2 separate regions of the Mus musculus genome follow, and region 2 is linked to region 1. The links are chromatin contacts, called in public Hi-C maps. All regions are on one chromosome and are shown on one strand. Each heading gives the region's core, a stretch centred on a gene start, on an enhancer-like site or on the middle of the called end of the contact. The rest is flanking DNA. Distances are from core to core; before and after follow the strand shown.

Evidence for each region. A called contact is a pair of places that touch in the nucleus more often than the background predicts.
Region 2: a Hi-C map of myocytes shows a contact between it and region 1, with 2.3 times the contacts expected there. The contact joins the promoter of Jph1 here to the enhancer-like site in region 1. A contact is called at or near these places in 1 of 39 promoter capture datasets (hippocampal neurons), 1 of 484 Hi-C or Micro-C datasets (myocytes) and 1 of 9 other capture datasets (liver).

Annotation. Positions count from the first base shown.
Region 1 is chr1:16,958,543-16,964,824 of GRCm38.p6, reverse strand. It overlaps a transcript of Jph1 not described here. Among named protein-coding and RNA genes, the nearest start is that of Gm46085, 140 kb to the left of the region's middle. Within about 2 kb of position 3,299, at least 3 of the 459 cell types and tissues checked have an H3K27ac peak or open chromatin away from gene starts, as enhancers often do. A contact at or near this core is called in myocytes, where this site is marked.
Region 2 is chr1:17,095,340-17,101,621 of GRCm38.p6, reverse strand. Jph1 (junctophilin 1) reads left to right here and starts at 3,733. Exons shown (of 5, transcript NM_020604.2): 1 at 3,733-4,396. The coding sequence starts at 4,018. Gm46085 (a long non-coding RNA gene) reads right to left here and starts at 3,789. Exons shown (of 3, transcript XR_001778833.2): 1 at 3,371-3,789; 2 at 2,797-2,941; 3 at 829-2,497. Gm31982 (a long non-coding RNA gene) reads left to right here. Exons shown (of 4, transcript XR_865203.2): 4 at 2,837-3,049.

The DNA of each region.
Region 1 (6,282 bases), core at 2,050-4,549:
CTGGGAGACTCAAAGAGAAGTTTTTCAACAGCTTCCATGCTTTAAAAGAGAGCTAGGCCACTGCCAATTTTCTCTTCTTGAATAAACACTAATTCTGCCTTTCATTATGCCAACTGCTATTCACTGAGGGTCTTCACAAAATCCTAGAGAATACCAGCTGAAAGCATCCGTGATGTGCCAGCTTGTGAGCCTGCAAAGGACTCAGGAAAAACAGTAGCTTACTAAAATGTGTGGTAAATCTTAACAGGAGAATGCATCTGTGAGTCAGGGAACTCCCAAGGAAGGCACTTGCCCCAGCTTGAAAAGGTCAACACAGCTTCAAAGGGAAGATGATATTGAAACAAGTACCACAAGGCTTATGTGGAGATTGCCAAATGGAGGAGAGGAAGAGAGAAGCAATCCAAGCAATGGGAACAACTTGATTAAAGGCAGGGGGACTTGCAATTGCACGACATATCAGGAGAACCTCATTTGTAGCTGGGAATAGAACCAATTCACAGAAAGCCATGTCTATCACGCAAAGAGTTTGGAATCTGATCCTGAAGATGACAGGTAAATATTAAGTAATTTTATTTTTAAATAGGAGTAATGAGATCATATTTACATTCTATAAAGTTCACTCCAAGTGATTATTTAGAAGAAAGTACACCAAGTGAGAATAGTTTAAAGCAATGATAATCAAGTGAGAAAGAATTATAGACTGTATTAATGAAATCAAGGTGAAAATGTTTGAAATAAATCAGTAATTCAGGAAATCAGTAGTAATTCTGTCTGTGAACTATTGGCCACAGTTAAATCAGAAATCTAATAACTTATGGGAGTTCTCTAGGTGTATTAAGTAATTCAGTAATTCAGTAAATCAAAAGTAATTCAGAAATTATGTGGGATATCAGAAAGAAAACAATAAAAACTTACAGATTTCCAGTGAGCTGGAAAAATACCAATGAAATGAGGGTTGTATAGGAAGTATTGAGTTGAATTGAGACACAGAATTGGAAAGTCAATGGGACATGGGAATAGAGTTGCCAGTAGGTGGTTGGAAATGAGTTAGGGTTCCAGAGAAAGAGCTTGAATGAAACTGGATTGTCAGGTGGTTGGGAGTTGGTAGCTTTCACCAAGTATGAACCCAGAGAGCACACCCAAACAGAAAAAGAGAGAAAGGCTGCGGACAGATTTGGCAAATAACAGTGCAAAGGGTTGACAGGACAAATAAAGAGGGAAAGAAAGGCTGCAAGATAGCTCAGAAGTAAAACACTTGCCTCAGAGGCAGGAGGACCAGAGTTCAGATCCCCAGAACCAGAAGCAATAGCAAAAGTCTGAAATCCCAGCACTCCTGGGATCCCTGGGAGTTTTCAGGCCAGCTAAAGTGGTGTACGCAGCAGTAAATGAGGGATACTGTCTCAAAACAAGATAAATGGTAAATACTGACACTCTAAGTGGTCCTCTGATCTCGGCATACACACATACACATGAATACATACACACATACATATGAATACACATACACATGAATACATACGCACACATGCCTACACAAAGGTTAAGCAAGATGTGACTAAATATGGGAGGAAGTATCACAGGAGGATAAAGGAAGGAAAAACAGAACAGAGTGGACACTTATTGAATTTTGATGATATATTCAGCTCAGGAGTTTTAAATATGTTTTCTTACTTAATATGCCTGGAGAACTCCTGTGAGTAAGTTATTAGGTTTCTGATGTAACTGTTGCTAGTAAAGGTGAAATATATTATTCAGGATCACACAAGTGCTAGGCAGTGAATGAAAAAAGAAGGAAAGGCAGACATTTCTGGCTCCATGGCCCTTTCCATAGCATAAATTACATTAGAAAAGTCAAGTCAAATAGAAGCTGAAAACAACTGAATGAGCTTGAGAAACTGTAGCCCAGCCAGAGGCAGAGTGTCGTAGTCACATATCACAGAGAGAGTATTGGACTAAGTAAGCCAAGATGGTGAAAATAGAAAATGACCTTTACCATAAACAAACATCTTAATATTAGTGAACATGAGGTGCAACATACTGCTTAGAAGTTGCTGTTCTTAGAAGATCAGTCAGAAAAGGATTAGAGACATACAATGTATTGTCAGTTAATAGAAAATGCTGAGAAAAGAAAAATGCAGCCCTGTTAGTAAAGTACTTGCCAAGCATGCAGAAAGCACTGAGCTAAGACAGTGGCACACATCTGGAATACAAGAAATCTCAGGATGCGGGAGGGGGAGAATCAAGAGTCCGAGATCATCCTCTAGCTGCACAGCAATTGTCCATTGTTATCTGAGAGAACATCTGAAAAACTCAACTTAAAAGAAGAAAATAATCATGCTCATTGTCCCAGGGGGTTCAATTCACATGTACTTGGACACATTTGGTGCCTTTAGTAAGACAGAGCATCATGGTTGGAAAGAAGGCATGGAACACAGCTGCTCACCTCATAGTGAATGGGAGGAATGGACGAGAACCTGCACATATCCCTTAATGATGTATCCCAGTAAGCAAACTTCTCTCTGTTAGGTCTTACCTTTAAAACATGAAACCTTTTCTCTACATACTATTAAGTTGGATACCAAGCCTTAAATATAGGGATTTGGGGAACACTTAATATTTAAACCATAATAACCAAAAAGAAAGTAGAGAGTAAGAGGTACAGAGAGAAAGGACAGTAGTCTTTTAGATAGAGTGGTCTCTGAGAAGACAACATTTGAGCAAATGCTTGAGTAAAGCCTTGAACGAGAAAGGCAGAAAAATATCCCAGAGGAAGTGAATAGCAAATCCAAAATGTAGAACCCCACTAGCATTCTCTGGGGTCAGCTAAGAGGCCAACATGATAGGCACAAGATCAGAGACTATAGCAATCAAGACTATGGCAAGAAATCTGGTTTTTATTCTAAGTGAGATGGGAACCCCTGAGAAGCAAATAATACTACGCTTTAGTCATCCTAAACAGTGAGGTGACTGGGTTTACTCTCCAGAAAGTAGTGTCCCTATTTTTCCTTCACAACCTGGAGCGAGCCAAGCAAGGTAGCAAAATAGATTAGCTAGCATAACACTGATGGGTCAGGTCAAATCCACAGCAGGATTCTCTGTGGCTCCACCGGCCACTGATTCAGTTATCATATTCCTACCTTCGGTAGGGTGTGGCATTCACAGTAACCACTGTGTATAGAATAACCCTCAGCATTCTTGCTTGGAAGTCTTAATCTTGGCCCAGTCTCTCTACCCAGACAGATGCACTTAGACAACAGGAACCAAAAAAGGAATGGAACTCTCCAGTACCCACAACCTTGAATAGCCTCAGAGACATGCTTTGTCCCAATGTGGCCTCAGAGACTTAAAGGCTGAGCCTGTGGTCAGAGGCAACGGTTCACTGGGTGTGAGTACCAACCCTGCCCATCCCGAGGCCCTCCTAATGTAGGAAGTTAATAATAGACACTGACTCCATCATAAAGGGATTCCCAAGAGTATCTTCATGGGGCTCTGCAGCTGACCACAATTAGCCTCCTCCTCCTCCTCATCCCAGGAAGATTCCAGGTGATGGAAACAATAGGCTACAAGGCAGCCTCAGCCAAGTGGATATGTAAGCTCTCCAAAAAGTTGGAAAGCCAATCTTCCAACAAAAGACCATTTATCATGATTTTGCTGTCACCCTTTATCGTCTTTCTTCTAAGACTATTGACAGTGTGGACATGTCAACTGAGGTCATCTGTAACTGTTATGCCCTCCCTTCCATAGCTTTAGGGAAAAGAAGGCCTGTCTGGAAAGAAAGCTTCTCCCTTGAGATTTTCAGTGACTTGTCTCCCAGCAAAGGGTCTTTGTGCACACTAAGACCCACCCAGCCCCAGAAGCATGGGGGCCCATAAGACTAATGTGATTTGGTCAAACAACAGCATTGCAATGCTTTTGCTTGTTGAATTGTGGCTTGGATTGGATTCATTAGTTTTTTTTAAGATTTATTTATTTATTTAATAATGTATATATAAGTACTCTGTCTCTCTCTTCAGACACACCAGAACACATCTAGCCCCATTACAGATGGTTGTGAGCCACCACGTGGTTGCTGGAAATTAAACAAAGGACCTCTGGAAGAGGAGTCAATGCTCTTCACCACTGAGCCCCGAATTTATGATTTTTTACTTCCACCTCAACTCCAAAGACCTTCACTGAAGTCAGAAGTAACTATTTCGCTTTATTTCTTTGTGAAATATTCTACAACTCTCTACTTTTGTCTTATCTAGCATGTAACTCTAAAAAATATTCTCACAGCACAAGTCCACATAGACAACAGGATCTGTGTTCCAGCAAATTTGAAAGTGATTTCAATTGTACATAGTTTTAAATTCTAACCAGCTATATATCATATTTTAAATTCCCATTATTTCTACTTTGCTAGGTTTAAATGAATTACATTTAGACGACGGAGTGTATGGAATAAACCCATGTCACCACATATTTATCTAGCATAGCACTGATGAATATGTCCTGTGTTTGCTTCACCTTTATCTCCATTTAGAGAGCATAAAACACATAACACAAATCTGTGAGTGAATGTATGGGCAGCCTGATGAACAAATTAGCACTTACATTGAAGAAGCCATGGTAGTAGCAAAATGGCTTTGCCCATTCTCAGGACCAGAAAAGTCCTGTTTTGGGGGGGGGGGTGTTCCAATAGCATATAGTTAGTTCAGTCGTGTCTGCTAACTATTCTAAGAATGAAATCAAAGGAAACAGAAAACATCAAGAAATTTTCAGTTTAAAATTATGTGGGAAAGAACTGTGACCCAAACATCAAATATCAGTAAACAGAGTTTCCTCTTCTCACTTCTTCACCTCTTCCCACTTCTCCAGAAAACAGAGGTGACACTTTTTTCTTTGTAGAAATTATGGTGATATCATTTGTTGTACAAATTACATATATTTATTCTTCATATGTTTATTTTCATAATTACAAAGGTTAACAACATGTTCAATGTTACAGCATATAGAAATACATAAACGTAATATAAAAATCTTCAGGTTTCTAAAAGGAAACCCTGGTTATCTTTTAATTGTATACAATTTTTCTTTGATTTAAGGCTTTAGTAAAACAGATTTGGGGCTGGGCGCACGCCTTTCATCCCAGAACTTGGGAGGCAGAAGAAGGCGGATTTCTGAGTTTGAGGCCAGCTTGGTCTACAGAGTGAGTTCCAGGACAGCCAGGGCTATACGGAGAAACCCTGTCTTGAAAAACAAAAACAAACAAACAAACAAAAACAGACTTGGAAGAAATTATACTCATTCCAGTGGTTCACTGTCCTTCATTCTCTAAACAAATGTCATCTCCTTGAGGACAAGATGCAGCAAGCATGTGCCTCGTTCACTGCCCTGACTCCAGCATCTTCACACATAGGTGTTCTACAGCACAAGGCTTGTGGATGCGCATGAACTATGCTGGATACCCACATCCAGTTACAGTATCATCAGTCGCTGCACTGGTGGGAACTTGAGTAAAGACTGCTTTCTTGAAAACTTAGAAGACAGGTATTTGTCTAAAACAGTCAATCATGTTCTACACTCAGTCCTCACCATCCTTATTATATAAACTCCACTCTCCGATTTCACAAATCTACTCCAACCTAGATTGGTCCCCACTCTTGGACTCTCACATTTACTGTGCATATTTTCTTATGTTCTCTAATACAGTCAACTTATTGAGATGGGGAATATCAAAACTTTACTTGGTATAACCAAGCAATAGGTTATCACAATATTGCATCAATGAATAACTGGTTGAGTAGACAAGTAGCCAGTCACACACAGAAATAGCTTCATTCACTGAAAGAAATGTAATTAATTGTGACTCTTAGTGGGAATTTGAGGAATGGAGCAAATATGGTTCTGGGGACCCTGTTACATTTCTGAAAAGCAGCTGCTTCCTTGGTTGTGTCTGGATGAACTGACCTATGGCAAGCCTCTCTAATGCTCTCCCCTAACTGGGTCATGCCTGACCCAAATCTTTGGGGTTTAAGAAATTTTCTCCATGTAGAGATTCTATTTCATGGTTGATTCCCCACCCCCAACCCCAGGGCTACTCTTTCACTTGATAAGCAGTTTTTTAATGACAAGTAATTATTTTGAATATTCATATAGGAGAGTGTGATGTTTCCTTGCACACACACACACACACACACACACACACACACACACACACACCGTGCAATGATCAAATCTTACTATTCAACATATTGATGACTTTAACCATGTATAGTTCCTTTATGGTAAATAAATACTCAA
Region 2 (6,282 bases), core at 2,484-4,983, 140 kb before region 1:
TTTTGTTTGCAGTGCAGGGATCTAAACCCAGAGCCTCATGTATCTTAGGCAAGCACACTACCCCTAAGCTACCTCAGTTTTGGTGTATTTGCATGAATTAGGGATCTTCCACTCCAACATGAGTAAATCATAACCAACTCCTCTAATTAACTATAATTTGTTCTTCAAATTCTACACAGTGGCATTATAAATCATTTAGCCAAACAAGAAATAAAACTCATCTCTACCACCCCTCCTTACTTCACACCCAGGTTGTTTCCTTCCACCTGAGGTCTTTCAAAGTACTCTCCAATAAAAACAGTATTAAAAGACTGAAGACACGTTGTTGGCACAAAGCTATAATCCACACACTTGTGGGAGGATGGTAAGGCAGGAGAATTTAATGATCCAGGCCAAGACACTCAACTCACCAATATCCTTCTTCAAAGAAAAAATAAAGAAGGGCTGGGGATATATTCAGAAGTAGAGTGCTTACCTAGCATACACCAAGCCCTGGGTTCAATCAGTAGTACAGAAAAATGAGATTTAAAAAGCTTACTGGTGTGCAGTAATTACACTAAACAAACAATTTGAAGAACACTGACTTTGGTATTCTTCTGATTTCATGCTATCTAAAAAGCTTAGATCTCTAATTTTTCAAAATTAATTAAATTTAAAATTTACTTAAATTTCATGAACACTTATCACAAATGAATCATTTGGATTTCTTTACAAATCAAGCTAATAATGTTCATTTTGAATTATGTGATTCACTTTAATTCTATATATGTCTTTATGCTCTTAATTCATGTTCCTGAAACAATAAACACTCATACTTCAGCCTTTTTGTCATCTATAAACTTTTTATTAAAACTCTCAGTAATTCTAATAGAATCATATCACTAAAAAATAACATCATTAAATTGTAAGCAAAACATCCTTACCAACATATGAACTGGACATACACTGCACCAGCTTACTGTTTATTATAAAAAATGTTTTAGAAGAGAAACTAGTAATGGCTGGGTTTTGTGTACAAAGGAAAAGAAGCTGCTAATTGTTGGCCCCTGGGCTTTACTGACCTCCCCCATTCCACCTGTCACACCAACATTCACATTCTCTTCTTACTAATCCAGTCTTAAAGCTAAATTCAACTCCCCCTTATCCAGGGCAAAGGTTCAGAGAGAGAGGGAACATAAGGACATTACTAACCCTGACTCTGAAATTACAACAGTATTCCACTGCCAGGATCTACTTGCTCTGCACCTCTTGCTCTGCCCTCTGCTCTCCTAGCATGGCCACCAAACCTCAATCTTTACGTTTATATACACGGCTATGGGATGAGGAGGCATCTCTTTGTGGTAGCATGAGGTAAATAGAAATATGGGCTCATGCTCTTCATTGGTTGAAAAACTGTTCAGGAGCCAGTAAAAGTTCATTACTAACTTTCTCCCGTAGGAGTCAGTCGCAGTTAGGCTAGAATTAAGTTTTGTTGAAATTAAACAGCTCGTATTTACTGCACGGTTCTCAATTTTACTTAAGGTTCTTTCTAAGGAAGGTTAGGCAGAAGAGCTGTGTGTTATCCTACACAAACCTCCATACCCCGCCCAGATGGTAAATGCAGACTTTACCATTACTTTCCCTGTACCATGAATGACTAGGTAGCTTTTGCAGAAGCCAGAAAATTGTGATGTCTAGTGTACTCCTTGAAAGCCCTCAGTTTTAGAGAATTGGGGAGGAAGACAAATACTTCAAGGGAAAAAAAAAAAAAAAAAAAACTCTTAAAGAACACTGGGATCCTAACACTAGAAGTAGGTCCCAAAACAAAACCCAACAAAAAGACAAAGCACAAGTGCTGCCTCTGGGAAGAACACCACTTGAAAGACAAAGAAAAGAAATATCAGTTTGAGCAGCTCTTCTTTTCCTATCGGACCAAACCCTCAGAACAAGTGGGACTTGATGCTGTGTGAGCCCCCAATGCCAGTGTTTCCTGTGACTGAGAAAAAGAGTTGTGGCTCAGCTGCAAAGCCCTGGGTCCTCATTTTCCCAGTGGCCTAAATCAATCCCCAGTGCAGAAAGGGATGCTGAGCAAGATGCCTGATTACTTCAGGCCACTAGGGTAAGCACTATTCCTGGCACTTCACAAGCAGTGCCATGGGCGAGGGGTTCTAATTCTTTTTGGTGATTTGGCTCAGTGTAAACAGAGTTGGGGTTTTGGGGGTTTTCTGTTGGTTTTGTTTTGTCTTCGTTTTTCCTTTCTGTCATTTACACAGATAAGCAGGAAAGGACAGCTCCAGTTCTGAGAGAAGGAATTATGCTCAGGAAAGAATCCTTTTCTCTTGCTCTCCTTTTGACAGTTGTCCTTTAGGGTTTTTATCTGATTATCAGCCACCTAGTGAGAGGCCCAAGTGCTCACCTGTTTTGTCCTCTCAGCCTGGGGAACAGCAGGAATGCACAATCTGAGAGTCCTTCTGAGACCCTGGCTTGTGACCTGGGGAAAAGACTTCCTCCACTGGCACTGTGAAGGCAAGGAGAGATCAATGCCACTCCTAAAAGAGGCTGTAGTATGTGATTCAACTATCCTGTTAGCAATTCTTGACTTTACGGGTACTACCATCGAAATACACCAAGTCTTTCCCCAACACAGAAAGGGGAGGGTATTTCCATTGAGAAAATGGAGATAAAGTTTAGAGGAGGTATCTGAAGTGAGTTCAACAAGGCAGTGAGTGCTGCTGCAGGAGAGTGCATCAGCTGACACCTGTCCTGTGTTTAGAAGTTCATGGCTTCTTTGTTACATTAGCAGAGTGCTTTACTTACCATATTTCTCCTTGAAAACTGTGTTTTCTTTTCTAAACAGTGGGCGACAGTGGAGAGGTCCCAGGTGTGCATTCCAGGCACTCAAGCAATACATACAGACTAAGCCTGTTTGGGTGCACAGCTCCAGGATGTAGCATTTCTAAAGCTGAGAACAGATGAGGGAACAGGCTGGAATGTAAAAGACAATGCCCTGTGTTCCTGCAATGCCAGCTACAAAGCCCATCACTTCTACAAATAAAACCCAAACAACTCATGCCCATGCTCTTTCAAACTGCATTGCCTCTCTTGGAATCTTCATGAAAAGAAATGCAAACACATGTGCCCTGAAATGGGTAGGTGTAAAAGAACATTCTGCACAATTATATCTAGGCTGCCACAGATTTATCACATGCAGACATATATTTGGAGCATATTAATTCATGATGACAGCTGCGCATGACAAATCCAACAGAGCTCAAGTTGGAATGCTGGGGGAAAAAATGCAACTACAAACCCTATGCAGACACACACCACCACCACCACCACCACCACCACCACCACCACCACCACCACCACCACCACCACCACCACCCACCTACACAAGAGTTGTCACTCTATCACACAGGTGGCCTCACTTGTAGAAGACTAAACACAATTGAAAAGCTGGAGGTTCCAGCAGCAAAGAGCAGGTCCCCAGCACAGGCAGCCGCACCTTTATCCGCAGGCTTGACCGTCTCACGTCTCAGAGTACACTGGCCCTCCCAGTCACAGCCCACTCCGCAGACACACACGTGCCCAGAGCTCGCGCGCCAAGCAGCCGGAGGAGAAGCTCGGCTCCGCGGGCTGGGGGCAGGGCCCGGCGGGCGGGCGTGCGGGCGGGCGTGTCATGGGGCCGGGCCTCCGCGCCCAGGGAGGGGACTAGGGGCGGGCGCGGGGCGGTGCCCGGCTCACGTGGGCGGGTGGGAGCAGCTGAAAGTCCGCTCTGGAGACTGGGCTGTCCTCTCGCGCGCGGCGCTGGCCGGGGCGGCGGCGAAGGAGGAGGGAGAGAGGCGGCGGTGGCGACGGCGAAAGAGGAGGGGAAGACGGGGGCGGCGTCGGACTGGAGCCGATCGGCGGTGCGAGCTGCCCGGGGCGCAGTCGTGAGCTCGCCCGACGGGCCCCTACCCCGGAGCTACACCCTGCGGTGCCCAGCTCTGCCCACGTTTGTGCCCCCACGAGGAGCGCGCCGGGGCTGCCCCCCGAATGACGGGCGGAAGGTTCGACTTCGACGATGGCGGCACCTACTGCGGCGGCTGGGAGGAGGGCAAGGCGCACGGGCATGGCATCTGCACGGGGCCCAAGGGCCAGGGCGAGTACTCTGGCTCCTGGTCGCACGGCTTCGAGGTGGTTGGAGTCTACACCTGGCCCAGCGGCAACACCTACCAGGGCTACTGGGCGCAGGGCAAGCGGCACGGGCTGGGGGTGGAGACGAAGGGCAAGTGGATGTACCGGGGGGAGTGGTCACATGGTTTCAAGGGGCGCTACGGGGTCCGGCAGAGCTTGTGCACCCCCGCCCGCTACGAGGGGACCTGGAGTAACGGGCTGCAGGACGGGTACGGCGTGGAGACCTACGGGGATGGAGGTGAGCGGCATCTCGGGAGTCTCCGAGGGCTGACGCGGTGGGCTCTTCCCTGGCTTCGGGGACGTGGGGAGGACGCGAGACGCACGTGTCCGGAAACCCGCCAAAACATCTGGGGAGTCTACCCTCCCTCTCGCCCTCCTCCCCATTTCGAGGGAGACCACTTGGTCTCGCGGCTGGGTCGCAAGTGTCTGCGGCTCCCCGGGCGGGTAGGCTGTCCATACCCCGGGAGTTAGGCGTGCAGGTACCTGGCCGGGGCCCAGAGCCGCGCTGCCCCGGGAGGGCTGGGCAGGAGAGAGGACACTGTCACTTGAGCCTGTCACATTACATTCCTGATCCCTCCCTCTCCAGGCCGGGTTTGAAATCGCCACTCCGGAGGAGTTAGAGGGACGTCTTGAGCTGTGTGGCTGCCGGTCGGTGCTGACCGCCGCGCGGTTTGGTTTCACGTAGAGTCTCGTATTTCGCTTCTGGCCCTCCAGTTAGCCTAAAGATAGAAGCCAGAACCCCATAAGTAGGATGTTGGGGAATTGGACCTTATTGAGGGTGTATTTTCTAGAGTCCTAGTTACAGGCAGCAGAGCAACTGCCCAAAGCAAGCGGCATTCCTAATTTTCTCCCTAACTTTCACTTGGCTCCTTAAAGTACTTTTGAATCAGAAGAACTGTAATCTTTGCTGACCTGGAGATCTTGAGAAAATGCTTTAGGAAAAATGGACGGAGTTTCCATTAAATATTTAAAAAGGTTAAAGAGTATGCTATATCCTGGATATACATTAGGGGTGTGGCCTAAAAAGTAAGCCTGGTTGTGATTTAACAATGTTTGCCTTATAATTTCTGTATGTTATAGGAACGGGTTCATTTTTTTTTTTTTCCGCTAAGAAAGCATACATTAGTGAAACAGGGGTCAAAAGTTGATTAATTTTTTTAAAGACAAAGCTGGGAGAGATGAATAGGGCTATGTTTGGGCAAAGACTATTTTCTGATAATAAACATAGTCATATTTAATTGAAAAGGATTATAGGATGTCACCTTTTGAAATTAAGCTGCTTCAGAGTTGGAGGATATTAAAGGGATCCAATTAAAAGTTTCTCCAGCCCACTGAAATTCCGTTATGCTATTGCTTATATAAAAGCTTATACAATTTGTACACTTCACTTGCTCAGAACACTTGGGCTGTGTTTCAAATGCAAAACAGCAGAATGGTAGGATTTGCTTTTTTTTTTTTTAATACCATTTGGCCCTGCAGTATAAATAAGGATATGGTTCTCATGGATTGGGGGGGGGGGGTGGGAGGGGGGAGATCTTAGTACTTTTCTTTGGGCTGAGCCCTGAGTGCCTTGATAGTTTAACAGGGCCATTTACTCTTCAGAACCACAATATGCCTTGGTTGACAGCCTTACAAATATTGTTTCTGGATTTTATTGGAAGCCTTAGCTCTGATATAACAAAATACTGTGTTCAACCGTAAAAATTTAGTTGTTTTTTTTTTAATATGATCATTTTAAAGCCCTTATTTTAAAGATTATAAGATAGACTTATTTTATTGTAGTTTAATTACAATATAGACTTTCTTTAAAAGTTAAAACTCATTAAATGAAACTTGGTGACTTTAGGGTATTTGTTATGCTTAGTAATCAGAACATGAGAGCACAGAAAAGCCGATGTGTCTTTGTTGTTTGCACAAGGCCAAATATATCTCCAAGTAACTGAATAATCTGCCTTCTGTTTTAAACCAACTTTGAAAGTTTAAACAAAACAAACAAACAAACAAACAAGACCCTGGTATGCTATAATCAAGAAAAAATGTTAAACATGTAAGTCACTTTTGAATGCTTACTCTTTGCTGGTCAGTTTACTGGTTTTCCTTCTGTTAACACCTTTTATCAGAAAA